Regions from separate parts of the Anser cygnoides genome. Here region 2 is linked to region 1. A link is a contact called in public Hi-C data. All regions are on one chromosome and are shown on one strand. Each heading gives the region's core, a stretch centred on a gene start, on an enhancer-like site or on the middle of the called end of the contact. The rest is flanking DNA. Distances are from core to core; before and after follow the strand shown. Region 1 overlaps ARHGAP42 (Rho GTPase activating protein 42). Region 2 has its middle 9.1 kb from the start of ARHGAP42.

Evidence for each region. Hi-C and Micro-C count contacts between places; a contact is called where the count stands out from the background.
Region 2: a Hi-C map of liver shows a contact between it and region 1, with 2.6 times the contacts expected there. The contact joins two enhancer-like sites. A contact is called at or near these places in 3 of 7 Hi-C or Micro-C datasets (granulosa cells and liver).

Annotation. Positions count from the first base shown.
Region 1 is chr1:198,158,114-198,165,113 of Taihu_goose_T2T_genome, reverse strand. All of the region lies in intron 6 of ARHGAP42 (Rho GTPase activating protein 42), which reads left to right. Among named protein-coding and RNA genes, the nearest start is that of PGR, 100 kb to the right of the region's middle. Within about 2 kb of position 2,688, at least 1 of the 3 cell types and tissues checked has open chromatin away from gene starts, as enhancers often do. A contact at or near this core is called in liver, where this site is marked.
Region 2 is chr1:198,287,759-198,294,354 of Taihu_goose_T2T_genome, reverse strand. No RefSeq gene overlaps it. Among named protein-coding and RNA genes, the nearest start is that of ARHGAP42, 9.1 kb to the right of the region's middle. Within about 2 kb of position 3,519, at least 1 of the 3 cell types and tissues checked has open chromatin away from gene starts, as enhancers often do. A contact at or near this core is called in liver, where this site is marked.

The DNA.
Region 1 (7,000 bases), core at 1,439-3,938:
TAAAACTTTGCTTAGATTCCTAAATAAGAACATTTTTCTACCTGTCACAGATTAATCCAGAGTGTGTCTCTCTGTCTCCTTCTGTAAAACTCTCACATCCTGGAAAAATCTAGCAAACTTGACCTAGCTCTGACCCTTGTATAGGAGACTTTATGCTCCTTTAAAGTAGTAGAAACTTGCTGTATTGAGAAGGCATGGCACATCAGGAAATATTGTTGTGCAATTCTGTGTAGTTAAAATAGGGCATCTTTCATCCTATGTGCTAGACAGAGAGGAAGAAATAAATTTAATTCTGTATATTATAGCTGGAGATACAGAGTTTTATTCTTTTGACCAAGAGCTGTCCTCACAATATGTCAGCCACCACAGCAGCAGCTATCAGTTACCAAAATGAAAGAGAGATTTATTAGTGCATCAGTGCTGATACTGAGCAGACAAGCAGGGGAGGTTGCCGGTAGACTCTGTGTTGTGGACCTGGGTATTTTTGTCACCAGGTGTATGCATCCAGTAGGTGAAATTTACTTGGGGTAGATCAGTTGCCATCCTGTGTTTGATCAGTAGGCTGTTTGGCCCAGTGTGCTGTTTGTTACACACAGGCCATTACTTGATGTTCCAGAGCAAGGTGCAGGAAAAACTATGATGACTGGGTACTGATAGCCCTTGTGGGAAGTGTCTTCTGGCTCTAGTGTATATTGTTTATAATCAAACTGAATGTAAATAGAGCTTAAGTTTTAGCATCAGTTATAAAACTTTGAATCTCCAAAATTCCTACTTTTTTTGTTTCTAGTCTGTTTCGTACAAGGTTTTGGAATTTAAAAAAAAAAAAAAAAACATTTACAGAAACCCACAAGGCAAAGTATGCCAAGTGAAATATAGTGCACATCAGCAATACCATGGGATGAAGGAAAAAAAAAAAAATCAGTCTTCAATATAGACTTTGTAAAAATGCCTGGTGATTTATGAATTATGAGCATGTGCACCTAGATGCAAGTAGATAAGGACAGAGCCTAACACTTTAAAATCTGCTATCGAAGGAATTACCATATTACTCATTTTCCTCTGTGTGCTCTAAAGATGTTCAGATGCTAGAAAAAGCCTGGTTGTGTGCATATACAGACATTCCTCCTCATGAGCTCTGCTGGTTGTGGGGCATTCTGGTGCAGGTGCTGCTTAGGTCTGATTTGTCAGCTCAGTGTTGTGTCCCAGTACATTTCTCAGTCTGACATACTACTAGTAGACTTTTGGAAGGGGGTCTTAACAACATCAAAGAAATGCCATTAGTGTGGTGAAAGAGGGAATTGTCATGCCCATGTGGAAGAGAGGCAAGTTCATGACATGAGAATAGAATTTAAAATTATCTGCTGGAGCTCCTTCCAGCATCTTCAGTTTGTCCATGCCCAAAGATAAGGATTCCCTGGGAAATAGACTGGGATAGGTCACCCAGCGAAAACTGCCAGGTGGGTTATGCACAGGACAGTAGAAGTTGGTGAGAGTAGAGAATGTTTCTTCCTGGAGGGCAGTAGGGAAGGACTGGGAGGCACGAGATGTTAATGATTCGTACTCTGCATAGAGGATAGTGGCATTTAGTGTAGGCTTCTGCAGCTGGTCCTCAGGCCCTGGATTTCTCTGCTCTTCTGTGCGTCTGGTCTCATGATGTTCATGAGGGTATGAGTAATGGGTGGCTGCCTCTTTGTGATCCTCCTAGATTTTTTTTTTTTCAAGGAAAAGAATAAGCTTTTCACACAGATCATGAATTTAAACTTTTGCTTTCTCAAAGACAAATTATTGTTAAAATTTACCTTGCAGTTAAAAAACAAAAGAAGTGACAATTATCTCTGCTCCCGGCCTTGCCCATGTGGGCCCAGAGAAGGTCATCAAAAATAGTACAGCTTTCTGAGGATGTTGTGCTTAAGAGGGAAATACAACCTCCTGCCCTGAGCTCTGCTCTGTCCCTCAGTGATGCCAGGGCCTTCCTGGCCTGCAGGAATCAGGGCACAGAGTTCATACGCAGTGAGCTGAAATGTGAGGGGTGGTCCGTTAACCGCCACAAAAGCCCAAGAGTGTTTATTTAAAGGGGAAAAAAAAAATGTCAGTAATTGCATGCAGTACATGCAACTTCACTTTTTAGTCCAAAGAGACTGTGGATGTTAAACTCGATTTCTCCTTTCTTGGATTTTCTACATTATTAACTACATTCACTTCAATCTGATGGAGAAGTACCTTCTGGTGCTATTTACTTATAAATAAAATGAAACTGAGGAGACAGGGACTTTTGGCTGATGTGCTGCAGGCCAAAGGTTAAATTCCTCTCCTATCCGAAACCTAAGCACAGTCTCCTTCCTGTGAGAATGAAATGACCAGGCAGTCTTGAGGTCACCAGCTCTACATAAAAATAAATAAAGTCTCAAGAAGTAGCTGGATTTTGTTTCAGGTTCTGTGTTGAAATCCTCACAGCCCTTGGACAGTGAGTAGCATTGTGTTACTGAGCTCAGTCCTCAGTTTTTGTTGACGTGACCGATTAGGTACTCAGAACGAGGTAACTGCAAGGTATGTGCAGCTTGTCAAACTGATGATACAAACATTACATGTGATGTTTGGTGAAATCAGTCAGCTCTTAACATGTGAAGACCACCTTGAAATACACTGGAGAGGGAAAAAAAAAAAGGCTGTTTTTCTTTTCCATCCTTTAAAATAAATCCCCTTAAAATTATGAGCCTAGACTTAGCAGCAGTGCCTCTTGTAACATCAGCAGCAAAAAAACCCCACTGTGAGCACAAGCCTGGGGTGGAAGTCCTTGGCTTTTAGATCTCCTCCATGTAATGCTATGGCTATGCCTGTGATGATGGAAGCAATTAGGAAAATACCACACAGCACAGGCCCTAGGTGCTTTCTGTCCCTCTGTTCTTCCACCACTAGAGGAACATAAGTAGCAGCAAATACCATCCTCACTCAGTATCAGTTGTTTCAACAGAACTTGAATAAATTAGAGTAGGACTTGCATAAAACAAACATGTTTTTACTTTTCTTTTATTATTCCACTTTTTCAAAGTGCTCAGAGAGTATTTGACCAGGAGATTCTCAATGCACACCCTCTGCAATGCACAACTGCCAGAATAGCTGAACAGGACTTTCACCAAAATACATTCTGATTTTTCTGTGGTGGTGTTGTTTTTGGTTTTTGCTCTGGTTGTGTTGTTTTTTTTTTTCCTCTTTTTTTTTTCTTTTTCTTTCTAATAAATTCATCTTTGCTGCCATCTAGTGCTAAATCTTTTCCTTCCCAGTATTTTCCCATGCACTCAGTAAAAGCTGTTTGTAGAATGGAAGCTGGTTTTCTTTCAGTATTCAAGCTGAAATTTAAACAGTTTGTAGTTATGTTCTTTAGAAATGCATTTTAAATTGATCTTTAAAATTCAGATACCAGCTGACATACTGCATCTTTCTACCACTAGCTCTTTTACTGAAATTTTAGTGTGCCTTAACAGCCTGCTCTGGCTGCAGTTTTGGTGGGTGCTCACAGTACTCCTGCAGGTCTTCTGGTAAAAGGGATGGGTTTAGCACTGAACTCATAATTACACATTAACTTAATCCCCTTCATTTTTTACTGAAACAAGTTTGAGTAAGCACAGGAATAGTTATGCAGCTGTATCTGAAGGGGCTGTGGTTGGGTAGGTGATGAGTAACTGGATTTGTACTATGAGTGGGGGCTTTGCACAGCTGGAGCCAGAGCAGACTCTTAGTTACAATTTACTTATTTGTTTTAGACTTTATTCATAAAAAATGAAAATTGTTTTTCTTTTTAAAGAGTTAGAATTACATTATAAACCTTAAAATTATAGAACTTTTTACAGCAGTTTACATAATTGGAGCTTTTTAAGATAGATTGTCATATTTGGACCTTCCTCAGAACTACTCGAATAACCAGTAAGGGACTTTCAGGACCAGTCATTAGCTGAGATAATGCTTTCAGCTGGGCAGATGGTCATTTAAATTTGAGATGATTTATCCAAGATGTGGAGCGCTCTGCTGGGTTGCCTGTGTTGTTTGTTTGGTAGTGGGATGTAGTTCAGGAGCTCACACCCATTGTAGAGGACCCTTGGCTTTTATGTCCAAGGATTTTCTCAGTTCTTCAGGCTCTGTGATGCCATAGTTTTATCTCATCCTACAGTATCAGTAAAAACCAAGGGGGAAGTCCTTCACCCAGCCATGCCTTCACACATATTTATGCAGTACTGATGGTCTGTAAACCTCAAGCAGTTTTAACTTTCTAATGCAGCAGAAGAACTGGCTTTCTGAGTCAGAGATATGCTCACTGAAGGACTCAGTGACCAGGGCTGGCAGAAGGATGTGAGGGGTGCATGATGAAGCTGAATGGGGAAAGAGAGAAGGAACTGGGATGTGAGAGTAAGATTTTGGTCCAGCAGAAGCAAGTCATCATTTTAGCTCCTCTGTCCAGTGACCTGCGTCATTTCTCATCCGTCAAGCTGCTGCACTTTCTACGTTAAAAGGTGTGAAATGTCTTGCTGTGCTGGGGAACTGATGAGGCTATAAAATTACAAAACATTATTTTAGCTATTCCATCGAAATACAAATGTTTCATTAGTGTTAATCTCAGTGTGTGAACAATGCAGAGGGCTGCTGAACAAAGGGCATGGAGTGATGTGAAAGGAGGGGATCACAAAATCAATGATGTGATATCAACAACCTTGAGAGGGGTCACCTCCAGCACTTGTAGGTATTTCCTTGCTAACCTGCAAGGAGCATTATGGAGAAATCCACCAAACATCTTCTGGGAACACAACATGCCAGGGTAATTCTCTTAAGTGCCTGTACAGTAGCACAGTGTGGGGAATAACAGTAAGTTAGAGAGCTCTATGTACTTGCAGGGCTATGATCTTATTGGCATTATGGCGATGTGGTGGGATGGCTCCCATGGTTGGAGTGTTGGAATGGAAGGATACAGGCTCTTTAGGAAGGACAGGCTGGGGAGACAAGGAGTGGGCATCTCCCTCTATGTCAGTGAGCAGCTGGAGTGCCTGCAGCTCTGCTTGGGGATGGATGAGGAGCTGACAGAGAGCCGATTGTAAGGATTAAAGAGAAGACAGGGCTAGGTGGCATTATAGTGGGAGTCTGCTACAGGCCACCTGACCAGGAAGAACAAGCAAGTGAGGCCCCCTGCAGACGTACAGGAGCAGACTCACATTCACAAGCTCTGGTCCTCATGGAGGACTTCAACCATGCTGACATCTCCTGGAGGGACTTTTTCCACGTGACAAGGGAAGCCAATGAAGAGAGGTGCTATACTGGACCTCATTCTTACTATCAAGAATGCGCTGGTGGGGAATGTGGAGATCAAAGACAACCTTGGCTACAGTGACTGTGAAATGCTGGAATTCCAGATCCTTTGGGTAGCAAAGAGGGCACACAGCAAGCTCATCCTGGACTTCAGGAGACCAGGCTCTGTCCTTTTCAAGGATCTGCTTGGTAGAGTACCGTGGGATAAAGCCCTGGAGGGAAGAGGGATCCAAGAAAGCTGGTTAATATTCAAGGATCACCTTCTCTGAGGTCAGGAGCAATGCATCCTGATGAGGAGGAAGTCAGGCAAAAATGCCAGGAGGTCTGCGTGGATGAAAATTTGGTCTGGCCAAGCTCAAACACAAGAAGAAAGTCTGCAGAGGGTGGAAGCCAGGACAGGTAACCTGAGAGGTTGTCCAAGCAGCCAGGGATGTAGTTAGGAAAGCTGAAGCCCAGATAGAATTGAGTCTGGACAAAGACATCAAGGGCAACAAGAAGGGCTTCTACAAGTACCTCAGTGACAAAAGGAAGACTGGGGGAAATGTGGGCCCTCTACTGAAGAAAACAGGAAACCTGGTTACCTGGGACAGTGAAAGGGCCAAGGTACTGAATGCCTTCTTTGCTTCAGTCTTTACCAGCAAGACTGGCCTTCAGGAATCCCAGGTTACAGAAGCCAGGCTGAATGGCTGGAGCAAACAAGATGCATCTTTGGTGGAAGAGGATCAGGCGAGGGAACACTTGAGCAAACTGGACATTCACAAGTCCATGGGCCCTGATAGGATGCACCTACGAGTGCTGAGGGAGCTGCCAGATGTGATTGTGAGGACGCTTTCTATAATCTTTGCTCAGTCATGGCAAGTAGGAGAAGTGACCAAAAGAATGGAGGAAAGCAAATGTCACTCCTATCTTCATGGAATCATAGATAATCATAGAATCATTAGGGTTGAAAAAGACTTCCAAGATCATCTGGTCCAACCATCATGGATATTGTCTTCCTGGACTTCAGTAAGGCCTTTGACAATGTCCCGCTTGGTAGACACCAAATTGAGTTAGCAATGTGCCCTTTCTGCTAAGGCTAATAGCATTTTTGGCTGCATTAGGCAAAGTATCACCAGCAGGTTAAGAGAGGTGATCCTCCCCCTCAGCAGTGCCTAGTTCCAGGACATGAGGTAATGAGCACAAACTAGAACACAGGAGGTTCCTTCTGAACATCAGGAAGCACTTCTTTACTGTGCAGGTGACGGAGCACTGGCACAGGTTGCCCAGAGAGGCTGTAGAGTCTCCCTGGAGATCTTCAAATTCTGCCTGGACATGGTCCTGGGCAATCAGCTCCGGGTGTCCCTGCTTGAGCAGGGGGTGGGACCAGATGTCCTCCAGAGGTCCCTTCCTACCTTAACCGTCCTGTGATTCTGTGAATAGAAAAGAGGGAGGTAGAACAACTTAATTAAGTTTCTGCAAGTAAGGATGAGTGTAAATTTAAAGAAAACACAAACTCTGTGAAAGCCGCATTTTTTTAAGCTTTTTCATTTACAATAATTTATGGCACTGGTAACTCAAAGAAAAGTGCGTTAAATATGAATGATGGAATTTTTGTTGCCTGAGTCTAGGCTACTTCAGTAGTTGATGGAGAGAGGTAAATGTGTCCGTTGGATTTTCATCCTATCCTGAGAAAGAAGTCTGAGAAAGGAATCAGTATTATGCTTTAGAA
Region 2 (6,596 bases), core at 2,270-4,769, 130 kb before region 1:
GGATGTAATGTGGCATAAAGAGTGATATTGGCAAGTTTCATAAATAAAGTAACATAAATAAAGTAACAGACAAAGGAAAGACAAAGGGAACAGTGGGGATATTATTAAGAAACAAAAGACTCTGAGAAAGTGAAAAACTGTAGAAAATGGAATACTAAACCACTGGTATGGATTTGTCAAAGACAAAAGATATTCAGCCTGCTTGGTTTCCTCTTTCAACAGAATAAATGGCCTAGTAAATAACGAGTAAATAACTAGTAAATAACAAGGTGTGACAAACCTTGACATTAGCATAATTTTTAAATTTCGGCTGAAAGATGAAGGCTAACAAGTTTTAGCATCAGAAGCATATACACGCAGTTAGAAAAAATCACTTTCAAGTAAGTAGTTTTCAGAAGATCCCTGTCAAATTGGGAGAGCATTGAACAACTCCTAACTTTACAAATTTTAGTTTTCATTTCATCTTATTGGGTTTGGACCAAAGAAAAGAACAAAACACTGTGCAGTTATGAGAAAACACAATCAAATAGAAAATAAAGAATGAGAACTATTTAGCTAGATGTTGAGGACAGAAATGGATTAAGGTTACAGTGGGATTAACCCAGAAATGGGTTAGAGTTACTTAAATTAAATCTGAGCCAACACCATGATGTCCTTCCAAAGAATCATGTACTAGGATGATAAAATGGGAATGATAACTACTACAAATTTGGCTTTGATGAGTCCTCAAAGGAAATTCTGTGTTCAGCTTAGGAAAAACTTGTTTAGCAAGCAAGTAGAGAGAATTCTGAAGAAACAAAAAAGAGCAAGAGGTTTTAGAAAAAGGAATTTTATGGGGAAAAAAAAATAAAAGGCGGTGAATTTGGTCTAGATAAGATGGAGGAGACAAATGGGAAAAGTCCAGTGGGAGAAGAATAAGCAGAAATGCTATTCACATCAAAGATTAAGGTGGAAAAAGCTTTATAGGAAGGAGGTGAGACACTAGAAAGCACTATCTGAAGAGAATAAGAAAATATCCTTACTAAGAACATTAGTAGGCTGTTATGTTCTTTGTCAGGGATTGTTTATGTACACTTGATGGAGCTTCAAAGCAGAAATTCAGACTACATACTCCTCTTGATCCTTTCTAGCCTTCAATTTCTATAATTTTAGGAGAAAATATACTGCATTAAAAACATGGGTAAGAGGAATAATGGAGAGTCATTACAATAAATTACACAATATTCATTCTCCAATATGAGGAAGGGAGAACAACAAAATACATAACCTTTATCAACCTCTAGTTTAATTTTAGAATTCCTGATTAGGAGCATCTGCTGTCTGTCAAAGGTATCTGTCTTCAGCCAGTATCATTTACATAATCCCAGTGGTAGACGAGGACCACAAGCAAGTAACTCTACATCAAACAGCAAAATAGACTAGCTATAACTTCAATCTCAACTTAATTTCCCATGGCTCTGAGCAATATCTGATAGCTTTGTGGGCCATGTGTATGTGGTAGTTTCATCCTGATGGGCATAAACTCCACCACAACCAGTCTTTCACTCCCTCTCCTCAAAAGATGAGGGGTGGGGAGAAAGTATGATGGGAAAGATAAAAGGCTCATGGATTGAGATAAGGATAATTTAATTAAAAGGAAAAGAAAGAGAAAAAATAAGCAAAGACCACACAGAAGCAAAGAGGGAGAAAAAACAATTATTCTCTACTTCCCATCAATGAGCAATGTTCAGCCACAACTTGGGAAGCAGGGCCACAATACATACAGTGGTTGTTTGGGAGGACAGAGGTTTTCATAATGAAAGACCCCCTCCTTCTTGCCCTTTCCCACCTTTTATTGCCAAGTATGGCAACATATGGTATGGAATATCCCTTTAGCTGGTTTGGATCAGCTGCACTGGCGATGTCCCCTCCCCACCTCTTGTGCACCCTCAACATACTGGCTCAGGAGGGAGTCCTGATGCTGTGCCAACACTGCTCAGCAGTAGACAAAATACTGGTGTGATACCAATGCTGTTCTAGCTACAAGTGCAGAGCACAGCACTGTATGGGCTGCTGCAGGGAAAGTTAACTCCATCCCAGCCAAACCCAGTAGAGTGCACCAGAGGTTGGGGACAGACTTAAACAGGTATCTTCTCTCTCTCTTCTCCCAGATGTGGGTTAATCACTGAATAATGCTCCAATTTATGTTACTGACATGAAAAATGAAAACTAACCTGGATTTTATATATCATAGCAAACTTAATTTCAACACTTCCAGATGATTTTCAACTTTGAGTCTTTATCAATTACATGAAGAATTACCCAGGTTAGCTACAAAAGCCTAATTCCATAGTTTTTTAGATGTCTTGTTTATTTTTAAATATTAATAATGTATTTCACATGATTATCAATAAATTTCTGGTTATAAACTCGATGAAACTGCAACTCATAAAAGTCAGTTATAACAAAAAAAGTGTTTTGTTTTGTTTTGTTTTAAAGAACTACAAAATCAACAGGATTTTAACTCAAACAAAGCAAGTTACTCTGTATATTATAGCACAAGGAAACATAGCTATTCCACTGTCTACAGGAGGGCTACACTGTTGTTCCCTTAAAGTAATGAAAACATAAAGAATTAAACAAAAAAATGAAACGCTGATGAAAAAGGGGACAGAGTTCAAAGAAAGTGCACATTTCCGTTGTTCACATGAAGATCTGTTGTGCATTCACAGATGTAGCCATGAAAAACAGACTTCACTAACTATTTGATATGGGTTTTATACTAAAACAAGAAGCACTTTCCTACTATTTGGCAGTAAACACTTCAATTTCTTGGAAATTATAATGTAACTTACATATTTTAGAGGAAGAAGGGAAAAACCCACCTCAGAGCTATTATCAGTTGTATAGCAAATGGAAAAAAAAATGTTAAAAACAGCTCCGCAGATAAAGGAAGAATATGTTTAGTTAAAATATTCTTGGGAAGTTTACTTCTGCATTGTATATCATCTATGCATTTGAAGATTTACTAAAATAGTTATCCCTAATTTATTCTAGTGTGATCATTTTGCTGTAAATCCTCAAGGGGACACTGCTATTCTATGATAGGTATTTTAGTAAATGTTCAAGTGTAGATAAACTTATGCAAGTAACTTGCTTCTGGCACTTAATTCTGTCTCACTTTCCCTATCTGCTAGAACATATATATATATATATATTTCATTGCATGTATTTTGTTCTAAACCTGACCTACACACCCAGAGTCACAGCCTGTGTTTTTCACCCTAGGACTGCTACTCAGTGGCTTTCACATAAATTGACTGATTCATTTTTAGAGAAGAGAAAGATTAGAACCCATCGTAATTACTTTTAATCCCTAGAGGGAAGTTATTCTGCCCTTATTTGCCATAAAGAATACCTTGCTCCTGGATTTCAGCAGAACTTGAGGATGAACTAAACTCAGAACTATTTAGCTGTAGACATTTCTCAGCATGTGCAAAAGCAGAGCTTTAGGGGACTTTTACATGGAAAATATAAAGCACTTACCATGACCCTGTTGTTTTGTTTTGTTTTTTTTTTTTTAAACTTACCAGCAGCTCTGAGCAGCTCACTAATGTTTACAATGGAAGCATCTTGTGACCTCTGATGTGCTGGGGACAACTTATACTGGAATGGCTGCCGAAGTTCCACTGCTGTGCTTACTCCCCTCCAAACCCAGCAAAATAGCTGGATTTCTCCTGAATCACTACTTACTCACTAGTGTTTCAGAGTCTGATAGTTTTCCTTTATGCTTACCAAGGGCAAGAACAACTTCACAATTATCTCTGATGTTGACTCAGTAGATGCTAAGGGGCTGCAGCAGTAACTTTGTTAGACATTTAGTGATTCCAAAGTTAAAATCACACTTACGTGTAAGTAGGGGTCATTATGCAACAATAACAGAGAGTTACAAGCAAAGGCATCCAGGTAAACAAATTATTGATTTAGTTTCTGGTTTATCTACCTCCATGAACATGTGTTTAGAACAATGAGAAAGAAAGTTTCTTTTTTTGTTTGTTTGTTTTTTTCAAAAATGGCATTTGATTGCTAGATATTTTCTCAATCTTGAATTGCATTACTTTCTACATTAATTTTTCTATAATTAAAGTTAGCCTTTGGGGCAGAGGTAGCGTTTGGTAAATCAGTAGTTCATGTGTCATCCAACATTTCTATCGCAGTGTTTAACTTGGCCAAATCTAGATTTATCTTTTGGAACTGAGTCCAGCCTTTTACTTGGCAAAATGCTATCATTGCATTATGTGACTTGTCCTTTGAATGGGCATGTCAGCTGTGTTCTGTCCACACAGAGGAGATATTAATGATGAGCATAACTTACTTGATGCAAGTGCCCACTATCAAGAATTGTTACTGGAGTCAGCCTGATTCCTTAGCAGATCCCAAAGTTCCCAGAAAAACTTGATGAAACTATACCATAATATACCTTTTTTTTTTTTTCCAGTTATCTGTTGAGCCAATCTAAATGCAAATTAAGTGGCAGAGAGTTCTGAATACTAATGACTAAAATTGTCCAGTGAATGGCAACTAATGCAATACATCCATACATACATCTTGGCCCTACCAATTTTTATGTCGTATCTCACTGACACAGCAAGAATAAATTAGTCTATTTTTCCACTGATTTACACATAATGCAGATTACCACTACTACTTTAAATTTACATATAGTGAAGTATGGACATTAGTCAGAAATCAATAAAGGCCTTTCCTTTAAAGGTCTTATGCACCTGCAAATCATGCGATGAAATTACTAGATGGGAAAAATGATGTTGTCTCACTACTGTGTATTAGCAGATCAGGTTCTGCTCCTTAAAGCCAAGAAACATAGCAAAGACTTTATGTGCAGTCCTCTACCAGTTGCCATCTATCACTACACAGCATGGCTGCAACTGCTGTCTCTCTAGTTTCCATACAACAGAGGAATGTACAGTAAAGAAGACAGCAGAGATGTCTGTCCATTTTCTCTCTCATGCTATATTTTCTGTGGCATCCTCTTTCCCATGATCTTCCAAAGTGACTGAGCTTCCTTCAGGAATCTTCTGTTATTCCCTTCTCTCAATGTCTGTACAGTCAGCAGGAACCAGAGAAATCTAATTTGATCCAAGCATTGTTGTAAAGGTATTAGTACAGGTCTGAGCTGAATATACCCTGTCTTTTACATTATCTAGTACCACATGATCACCCAGTTTTTATTTGGGGCAGACATGAAGTCAGTTGACTAACAGCAGGACCAAAATTTGCTTACATATGACTATACCAGTTTCTCCTCTTGTGTTCATCCAGAGATACAACTTAAGAGGCTAGCAAGGGTGACATCCCATTATGGAACCAGATTCTGGATGTGAAAGGATAATTTTGCATACCAATGTTAAAATTGAATTTTTTGCTTTTCACCTCAGTGATGACTATTAAAATCCTATTGTTTACTTACTTATATCCAATAAACTACCATAAATAATATATGTAAGTTACCTGCATAATAATACTATAATAATGTATGTAAGTTATCTGCATGATAATATAGACACCAAAAGACTTTGGTGTGGTCCAAAGAATTTCCATGCTGAGTGGAGCTCCCTAAAGCAATCACTAAGAAATGTCAGGCAAGGAATTTTCTGAAGATTCATCCCTCTAGAGACTGACACTGTGAATCAAGACTGCAGGAACCTAACATCTAGCATTCCCACTTTGCAGGCAAATACTTTAGCTACTAAGATGTAAGTTATAAGTGAAACTGCTAGTCCTTGTTACATTGCTGTGATTTTTAAGTTGCCATACGTACTGTTTCATGTAGAATGTTGAGTAGCCTTTGTTTGCTCGGTCTTTTGTACTGTATCAATCCTATTTGGGATTTGGGAGCTGCTAGTCCAAGTGTCTGGATATCACTTGTTTTTAAGCACCTATTTCTTCAGGTAAATGCCATTTTGAGAATACCAGAAGACAGAAACATACCAATTAGGGAATATTCAAACAGGAAGATTAAACAAACACAGCATAGGAGTTACTAAACATTATTTTTAATTTTAGCTTTGAACTTTGCTGTTTGAAGCTTCTCCAAACCGCTTGGAACTAACTTACCTATTAAAAGGACTGGAGGTTTTTCAAGAAATATTATTGATCTGTAATTATTGATTACAATCTGAAACACTGATAGGAATGGAGGTGCTAGTGGACCTTTGTACACAGAGACCAATATCTTAGGATAACAGGAGTCAGTACATACTAAATTACAGTTTTTTACTTCTGAGCTATGATTTTGGTTAACTGCTCACCTCCTCTAACAATGTTAACTTGCAGAAACAAGAACAACAACAAAAACTTTGGCAGCTATATCATTTAACGATCAGTTAACAACATGGAGATTATATTCCAAATTAGAGAGTAGTATCACTTTCAGTTCATACATACAAGGAATTATGTAATTTAGACTTACTTCCTTAGTTCATTTTTATTTAAGTTCAATTGGGGAGCGGGGGGAGAGGAACACAACTTGTCAGTGTTAGCCAACATAAACCTAGCATCTAGAATCTTACTTTAATAAGGAGAAACTGAAAACTTTT